2 separate regions of the Macaca mulatta genome follow, and region 1 is linked to region 2. Evidence: chromatin contacts called from public Hi-C data. All regions are on one chromosome and are shown on one strand. Each heading gives the region's core, a stretch centred on a gene start, on an enhancer-like site or on the middle of the called end of the contact. The rest is flanking DNA. Distances are from core to core; before and after follow the strand shown.

Evidence for each region. Hi-C and Micro-C count contacts between places; a contact is called where the count stands out from the background.
Region 1: a contact with region 2 is called in a Hi-C map of fetal cortex germinal zone, with 2.4 times the contacts expected there. The contact joins the promoter of RPL11 here to the promoter of LYPLA2 in region 2. A contact is called at or near these places in 2 of 14 Hi-C or Micro-C datasets (fetal cortex germinal zone and liver).

What each region holds. Positions count from the first base shown.
Region 1 is chr1:217,305,445-217,309,808 of T2T-MMU8v2.0, forward strand. It overlaps RPL11 (ribosomal protein L11), which reads right to left and starts at 2,516. Exons shown (of 6, transcript XM_077970052.1): 1 at 2,488-2,516; 2 at 1,576-1,723; 3 at 445-551. The coding sequence starts at 2,493. It also overlaps the pseudogene LOC144335247.
Region 2 is chr1:217,207,447-217,211,868 of T2T-MMU8v2.0, forward strand. LYPLA2 (lysophospholipase 2) reads right to left here and starts at 2,183. Exons shown (of 10, transcript NM_001266699.1): 1 at 2,093-2,183; 2 at 591-694; 3 at 316-347; 4 at 124-189. The coding sequence starts at 668. It also overlaps the pseudogene LOC144335247 and a transcript of PITHD1 not described here.

The DNA of each region.
Region 1 (4,364 bases), core at 1,266-3,765, 98 kb after region 2:
TCTGTGGCCTACGCTGGAGTGCAGTGGCACAATCTCAGCTCACTGCAACCTCTACCTCCCGGGTTCAAGCAATTTTCATGCCTCAGCCTCCCGAGTAGCTGGGACTATAGGCGCCCGCGACCAAGTCTGGCTAATTTTTATATTTTTAGTAGAGATGGTGTTTCGCCATATTGGCCAGGATGGTCTCGAACTCCTGGCCACAAATAATCTATCCTCCTTGGCCTCCCAAAGTGTTAGGATTATAGGCGTAGAGCCACTGTGCCCAGCCTCAAGCATCTCTTAAACCACCAAGAATAGTTTAACCCTGCTGATTGTAAAAAGTCTTTTAGAAACTTAAATAATAAATGTCAAGGCACCAAAGAACAGAACATTAAATGTAACTTATCTACTTGTGTTATTAAGTGGGTGCTCATTAATATCACTCCATTAGGGGATTAGCCTCACCTTTAGACCCTTCTCCAAGATTTCTTCTGCCTTGGCCCCTCGAACTGTGCAGTGGACAGCAATCTTTTCATTTCTCCGGATGCCAAAGGACCTGACAGTGTATCTAGCTGCAGAAAGGGGGTAACAAGGAGTCAGATGCCATCACACCCCCACTACACTCACCTCCTTCCCAGAACACCATCTCCATGACTTAAAGAGGCATTAAGTATTCATCCACACTCTAAGTTGTGGTGTTCTAATTAGTGTCGCCTACATCTATTAATAAGATTTCATCCACAGCAGATTTTCCCATTTCCAGACATCCAGCCATCCTTCAGCAGTTAAGAACAGTCATAATGCCAAAGTTCCAAGAAGGGCAAGTTCACAACCAGAATAAGCCAAAGAAGTCACTAGTAAGATTATCATGGTCCAAAGAAAATAAAGCATTATTGACAATAATCTAGTACTTGCTAAAACCTTATTATTATACTGTTGTCCACATTTTATACGTGAGGTTTTGAGAGGTTTATTAACTTGCACAACTGGTAATAAAAAGCAGGATTGGAATCCAAAGACTTGCCACATTTCACCATCCTAAAGCAACGGCACATATACAACTCATTTTATCTTCCACAATTATCAAGTATTACACCCTCTTTATGCAAATAAAAAAGCAGAGGTCCAGAGAGCCCAGAGTCAGACCAGCAAGTGGTGAAGCCATCACTCAAACCCAGGCAATCTGTATACAACTTTTGAGATAGGGTCAACCAGGCTGTAGTGCAGTAGCACTATCATAGGCCACTGAAGCCTCTCATGCTCCTGTACAGCCCTGTTCTTAAGGCAGCCTATATAACCCTAACTGCTAATCAGATCTAATGATCTTTACTTCGTTCCTGGTATTTCCACTCTATCTCATATCCTAGTTACTTGGGAAAATCTTTACTTGGGCTAGCCTTAGCTTAAGATCTGCTCATATAAAATCCAGTGTTCCAATCCCACATGCAATCTCGAAAACAAAGACACTTTTTGGTCGGCTCATGAATTTAACGCTTTAAGTGATGCCGACTGTCACTTTCTAAACAGACTCGACAGCAGGTAAATTAAACAAACAGGCGACCCAAGTGGGTAGCCCTGTCATTTGTCACTACTCACCTTTGGAAAACACAGGGGTCTGCCCTGTGAGCTGCTCCAAAACCTTGGCAGCTCGGGTCAGTCTGTCTCCACTCTCCCCAACACAGATGTTGAGACAGAGCTTGCGGATGCGAAGTTCCCGCATGGGGTTCTCCTTTTCACCTTGATCCTGCTGCAATGGGGAAGAGCAGCAGTCAATACACTCACAGCTGAGAGCCCTGAGTTTTTACTACTTTCTATCTGCACAGCATTTTTATTTCTGCTCATCCCAAATCGTAACGAAGAAGGTATCACCGTGTTTGGGAGGCATCAAGGAACGAAGTCAGCTCGGGACCTATTCTTCCTCCACGAACGGAACAGGTGAAGAGAAAACTCAGGACAGGTATTGAGTGTTAAAGGTTACGGACACTGAGATCGAACTCTAAGAGGCTCAGGATAACAAAGAGCGCCCCCACTGTAAGGGAAACTAAGGGGAGTAAGCGACGGAATAGAACTTAACTGCTAACAGGAAACACGTGGTTATGCGACGTTCAGCATCCCACTCGGAAGCTGTCTAAAGGCTGGCACCTTCCCTAAGCCGAGCACCCGGCTAAGGTTTCCTAGCACTCAGCAAGTCTCAAGTCCCCGGAACCAGGAAAAGGCGCGGACCCTTGCCTCAGAACCCTCCATTCACCCCATCTGCCCTAGCTGCAGCCTCCTGACAGTGCTTCTGAGCTCTCCCGGCAACTGCCCGGAGCCGCTCCTAAAATGATGGCAGGGAAAGTGACAGAATTCAACCCTGCGTCCTTGGCTCGAACGGCTCTGCCAGTTTTGGGCCGGCAAGCATTGAGGGGTCCATACTCCTCGGGCTGCAGGCGAGGTAGCCCCCGCAAGCTCGGCCTGCCATGGATGGCGACGGATAAAGAAAAGCAAATCCAGATCCCAGCTACTCACCGCCATGATGGGGTGCAGGAAAAGAAAACGGAGCTTCCGGCCCAGGGCCTTATGGGCCAGGAGGCGGGCTTTTTTCCCAGGCTAACCACAGAGATCAAGAAGAGGAAGAGAGGCGCATTTGGCTGCGCAGTGCAGCGTCGGCTTCCCCCTTGTGGGTAGGGCTAGCAACTGCAAGCAACGCTGGCTGAAGACCGGGATTTGGGTTTTCCAAAAATAGTTTTTGAAAGCTCCTAGAATCAGCACGACCTTGAGTTTCCGGACCTTGAAGACGTTCTCTCCTCCCAGTGTCAGGTGCTGGTGGTGCTTGTGTGATGAGACCGCCAAAACTACATTAAATCAATCATGCAAATTATGACGCAAATTTATTCTGTAGCTGGGATTATAGGCGCGCACCACCATATCTGTCTATTTTTTTTGTACTTTTAGTAGAGATGGGGTTTCACCATGTTGGTCGGGCTGGTCTCGAACTCCTGACCTCAAATGATCCACCTGCCTTGGCCTCCTAAAGTGCTGGGATTACAGGAGTGAGCCACCACGCCGGGCACAAATAGAATTTATACAAACGGAATGGTGTGGTAGCTCAAGAGTCCCGAGCTTGAAGACAGGCAGATGTGGTCCTGTCTCGATCAGTTAGTAGCTATGTGACCTTGGGCAAGTTACTACAGGGTGAGTATTCCTAACCTGAAAAGCCTGGGACCAGATGGTTTTTGGATTTGGGATTTTTCCGGATTTTGGAATATTTGCATAAACATAATGAGATATCTTGGAGATGGGACCCAAGTCTGAACATGAAATTAACTTATGTTCCATATACACCTTATACACATAGTGTGAAGGTAATTTTATACAATATTTTAAGTAAGTTTGTTCATGAAACAAAGTTTGTATACATTGAACCATCAGAAACCAAAGGTGTCACTATCTCAGCCACCCTTGTGGACAGTCTCTGGTTGGTTGGCCTAACCATTGTTCCAGACTGTAAATGTATATGCTACTGATAAGCAATACTTTCTTATGCTTATTCACATATGAGTACTTCACAGCAAAATATATGCTATGCCATTAATACCGTGAAAAAGTAATGTGTTCAGGGCAACTAAGCAGCAGAGGAGCATCACCGGAAAACCTGGATCAGCTGTGAAGCAACAGCGACCACCGGCCCCCACCCCACCCGCCACCAGGCCAGCCGCTGTGGCTCACACCTGTAATCCCAGCGCTTTGGGAAGCCGGGGTGGGTGGATCACTTAAGGTCAGGAGTTCGAGACCAGCCTGGCCAACAGGGTGAAACCCCGTTTCTACTGAAAATACAAAAATTAACCGGGCCTGGTGGTGCATGCCCGTAATCCCAGCTACGGGAGGCTGAGGCAGGAGAATCGCTTGAACCTGGGAGAGGAAGCTTGCAGTGAGCCAAGATCACCCCACTGCACTCCAGCCTGGGTGACAGAGCGATACCCTGTCTTAAAACAAATAAACAAACAAAAAACAGCTACCACAAATGGCAGGCTTTCAGTCTCCACCTATGATGCAGTGTTTTGATTAAAAGATTACTGGACACTGTAATTTTTTTTAAGGTGAGAAGAAGCATCAGAAGCAGTTGTGGGAGCAGGAAGTGGGTCCCCTAGGGAAAAGGAGGCGTTCTCCTGGATGGCTTTTTAAAATGTTTCCTCCAGAGTCATCTGCGTTTCTTTTCTTTCTTTTTTATTTTATTTTTTATTTTTTGAGGCACGGTCTTGTTCTGTTGTCCAGGCTGGAGTGTAGTGGTGTGATCTTGGCTCATGGCAGCCATGACCTCCTGGGCTCACATGATCCTCCCACCTCAGCCTCCCACGTAGCTGGAACCACAGGTGCACACCAACATGCCCGGCTAATTTTTAAAA
Region 2 (4,422 bases), core at 933-3,432:
CTTCTGACTGCCCTGAGCCCAAGCCCCAGGATGCAGCTGACAGGAGAGAACAGGCCTGGGATGCCAGGACCATCCCCAGATGATCCCCAGCCTCAGCCCCTCCCTTGCTGGGGTGACACTCACGCATGGGGACAGATGTACTTGACGTGAGGGAGTCGGATGGTGGAGAGGGCGTCAGCCCAGCTGTGCCTGTAGGAGGGACGGGAGAAAAGGCTCTGATGTGGTAGAAAGAGAAGGGGACGGACGTACAGGCCTCTCCAGTCCGCTGCTGGGCCCAGGCCCCTCCTTAAGAAGCACCCCTCCTCAGTCACTTACCCTGTGTCTCCAAGTCCATGTAAAAAAATAACCTGGAAAAGGATGGAAATGGGGAGACAGGAAGGTTCCCTCTAGGTTCTCCAACTTCTGCCCACCCCTCCCCCACCCCCAAGGATCTGGAGGAACCCAGGTAGCAAACAGGTTACTACTCTGAGCTTCCTGGCCTCAGGATACTCCCTGCTCATCATTGCCACCTCCATTTTTCCCACACCCCCTCCAGCTGGTCCTCCAGCTGCTCCCACAGTGTCTGGCCGTGCGTGAAAGGGGACCCTTACCGCGGCCGTTTCCCGCTCAGCTCCAGACACGGTGGCAGCATCGGTGAGCAGGGGCACAGACATGGTGTTACCACACATACACCACACGGCTCCACGGCGGGGGCCTGCACACATTAGGGGTGGCGGTCAAGAGCAAAACCAGACACAGGACACACTCCTGGCCCAAGAGGCCACCAGGCCATCAGCCCCACACAGCACCCAGGTTCTGTCTTGGGCACAAATAGGCAAGAAGTCCCAGGGCACAGGGGAAGGAAGTCTGCCTCAGTTCCAGGGTTGAAAGGCAAAGGCAGCCACCCTAGTGGCCCAGAACATGTGTCTCTGGTTCTGGCCCAACCACAGGATCTGAGCTTGCTGGAGACAGGCAGAGGCAGGGCACAGGGACTGTAGGGCAGGGGGCAGAGGGGAGGCAGCGGCACGCCTGCTTCATTCCCCCTCTAACTCCTCAGGGGTCAGTGCTTTCCCCCTCCTCTCCAATCATCCCTGGGTCCCTGCCTCCCCAGCTCCCGGCCCTATGGGAAATACAGAGAAAAATGCCAGGGAAAGGAGCTTCCATCCCCTACTCAGTGCCGCCTCCAACCCCCATCTCAACCTCCCCTGACCCAGCCCGCATCCAGCCTTCACAGCAGTTTCTGGCCCATCCATTCCCAGACCCCCAGGGGGCTGCCCATGTCCCCAGATAGCGTTAAGAACTCCACCCAACCCCAAACTGGTGCTCCACGCCCCCCTAAACGGAGCTACCTGCTGCTGCTGCCACTGACTGCAAACGAGCCCCGGCTTGACCACGCTCTGGGACTCCCAAACACACAAAAGAATGTCAGGCTGGCTGGCCCCTCCCCATCCTCCAAACTCGCCGGCGTCCTCCAAACTCGCCGGAAGCTTCCACTACCTGCCTCCAAGTGCCTGCCCACCCCTCCCAACTGGCCTCACCTTCCATCTCTGGCCCCTGAGGGCAGCTCCCCACAATGGGATCATTCACCTGTGACCCGGGGCTCCTCTTCCCACTGGGGAACGCACCTCCCGCCCTGAGCTGCGATTCCCTTCCTTCTCCACCGTGGGGACTTGCACCTCCCGCCCAGGCTCCCTCCTTGGGGCCCAATCTGTCTCCTTCTACACCTTGAGAACTTCCACCCTGACCCAGGATCTCCTGCTCTCCACAATGGGAACTTCTGTTCTGACCAAGGGTCACCCTCCCCAGTAACATTTTCTAACCCGACCCGGGACTCGCACCTGCCCACAATGGGGCTTTGCACCTTTGACTCTGGGGAAGCCCCCGCCCCACAATGGGCTCTTCTACTTTCGACCCCGAAGTCTGTCCCATTATACCCAGACACCCCCTTGCCTAGCCCTACTCCACTCCCGAAGTCCCCAAGACTGGACAGCGCCTTCGCACCTCACTCCCCACCCCCATCCTCCCCTATCGCGGTCCCCCTCCCCGCTCTCCGGGACCCTCCCAAGGCCGACCTCCCCCATATGCCCTTCCTCTGCAGCCGCCGGCTGGCTACCTCCACTCCCTGGGGCTTCCGAGGCCGCTTGGGCAATTCTCCTCTTTCTCCCGCAGACACACACTCTTCCCCCTCGGCCGCCCCCGCCGGAACTTCCGTTCGAGTCCCGGGAACCCAGCCATCGCGCTGCCGGAAGTAGCCTGGCCGGCAGTACGGAACCCGGAAGCGGGGACCCGGCTTCGCTGGATAGAGGCTGCCATGTTGGAGGCAGTGGGGCCACTCCCTGTCATTCAGTCGTGCAGTCGCTGGGTTCTCTCCCGCTCCCACCTTGTAGAATCGAGAAAGGGCACCCAAGACTCCCACTTGCTACCACCACCCATGCGCCTCCTGGAGGAGGGCTGACCGGAAGGAGAGGCATCCCTCACACTATTGTTCGCATAAACTTTACCACCTTGCCATCCCTATGGGACACACTTCTTAAGGTCTCGGGTGTCTGCCACTGGCTTTCATGCCCTATTCCAGGATCATGAATGCAATGACACACTCCGAACCGAACAGAGCTTACAGATCTAGTTCTCCAGCCTTAAAGATGGGGAAACTGAGGTTCAAGGAAGCAAGTAAACAGCGACCTCGGGATTCCATTGAAATTCTGCCTCTCTGGATCTGCTTCCTGAGATATAAAATAACCACCTTGCCTCCTTCACGGCTTTGTTGGTAGGTTTAAATGAGGTTGTGTGAACATGCTTTATACAGTAAAATCACAGCATGATGCGTTAATCACGCAAAAAAGGACCTAGGAAAAATACAAAAGCCGTATCAGAAGAGCTGGACAAGCACTGGCAGTGTTAGCGCTGCCCTTCACAAGCAATGTCATGCAGACAGTGCACAAAACGCTGCCTTCAAGCTGAAGTGGAAATAGGTATCAGGGACCACATAAAAGTCAGAAGGGAGGCAAACTGAGTTGAAGCAGCATGTCCCTGAGAATGTGTGGGGATCTGCAAATAGGAAATGAGTCACACTTGCCCCTCAGTCACTTAGGACTCACTCTGCCAGCTTAACCTATACTAGTGTTTTCTTTGAACAGAAAGAAAACAGTACAAAGTTGAAAGCTCAACGAAGCACTTCCCCCAGGCCCAGAGGCAATTTGGTCCTAAGTACTCAACAGGTCAGGGAGCCTACAATACCAGGATTCAGGGCAGAAAACTTTGGGCCTAGGGGACCACCACAAGCCAAGGACTCGGGACTGAATGTCAAAAGAAAAAGGAGGGTAATGTCCCCACTTACGGAAGAATGAACAGTTCCTCCTGCAACCTCAATCACCTGAGACACCATGACACTTACAACAAATTCTTCAGTGAAGCTTCAAATTCAGAGGTTCAGTCCCAGGAGCTGTGATTAATGCTTTAATTAGTGGAATTAGTGAAGGGCTCATCTGCTCTAAGATTTCTAACCTTATTTTTCCCCCTACTCCAAATTTAAACATAGCCCTTCTTTTAACTCCAAAAAATGATCCAACTGAAATAAAGAGGCTGTGGCTGAGTGAATAGGACCCTTCGTGCTTTTCAAGAACAGCATTTGTATTCTGATTTATTTCAGGCTGCATTTTAGAAATTTTGAGGGCCAACAAGGTTTGGTGGTGGCAGAGTTTTCCTAGGACAGGCTGGAGAAACAGTGGCTATATCCTCCAAACAGCAGCATGGGCCAATCCCTCAGACGAATTCTCCCAAAAGGATCAGATTCAACACTAATTCCCTTTATCACCTGTTCCTGTTTTCTGCAAAGGAAAGAATACTGACCATATCAAATCCCGTTTTTAGATACTTACATTCTCTTCAATTGCTAAACTGAGTTTTAAGTCCAAAGTCTTTGGTCCACTGGCAGACCACATGAGCTGCTCAATTACTTTCTTCACCCTCATTTCTTCTGATAAGCTCCAGAATCGGTTCTCCCTCATTTTTGTAAATGTCATTCTACAAATTACTTCCCTTGTGCAAAATGAAATATAGGGTTTTTGTTGTTGTTGTTGTTTTGAGACAAGGTCTCACTCTGTCACCTCAGGCTGGGGTGCAGTGGCACAATCATGGCTTACTGTAGCCTTGACCTCCTGGGCTCTAGTGATCCTCCCACCTCAGCCTCCCAAGTGGCTGGGACTACAGGTGCACACCACCATGCCCAGCTAATTTTTGTGAAATACAGGTTTTCAACCCCACCTTCTTCTTTACTATATATGGGTGTAGGAGTGTTTTTGGTCTACTGTACAAAATTAAGCTTGACCTTTCCTGGAAAAACTGATCCAGTCTTGATTTAATTGTGGCACTTCCTATAATCTACCTAGTCCAAAACAACAACAAAAAATTTCAAAGTTCAGTACAGTTCCCCATGACATGAAA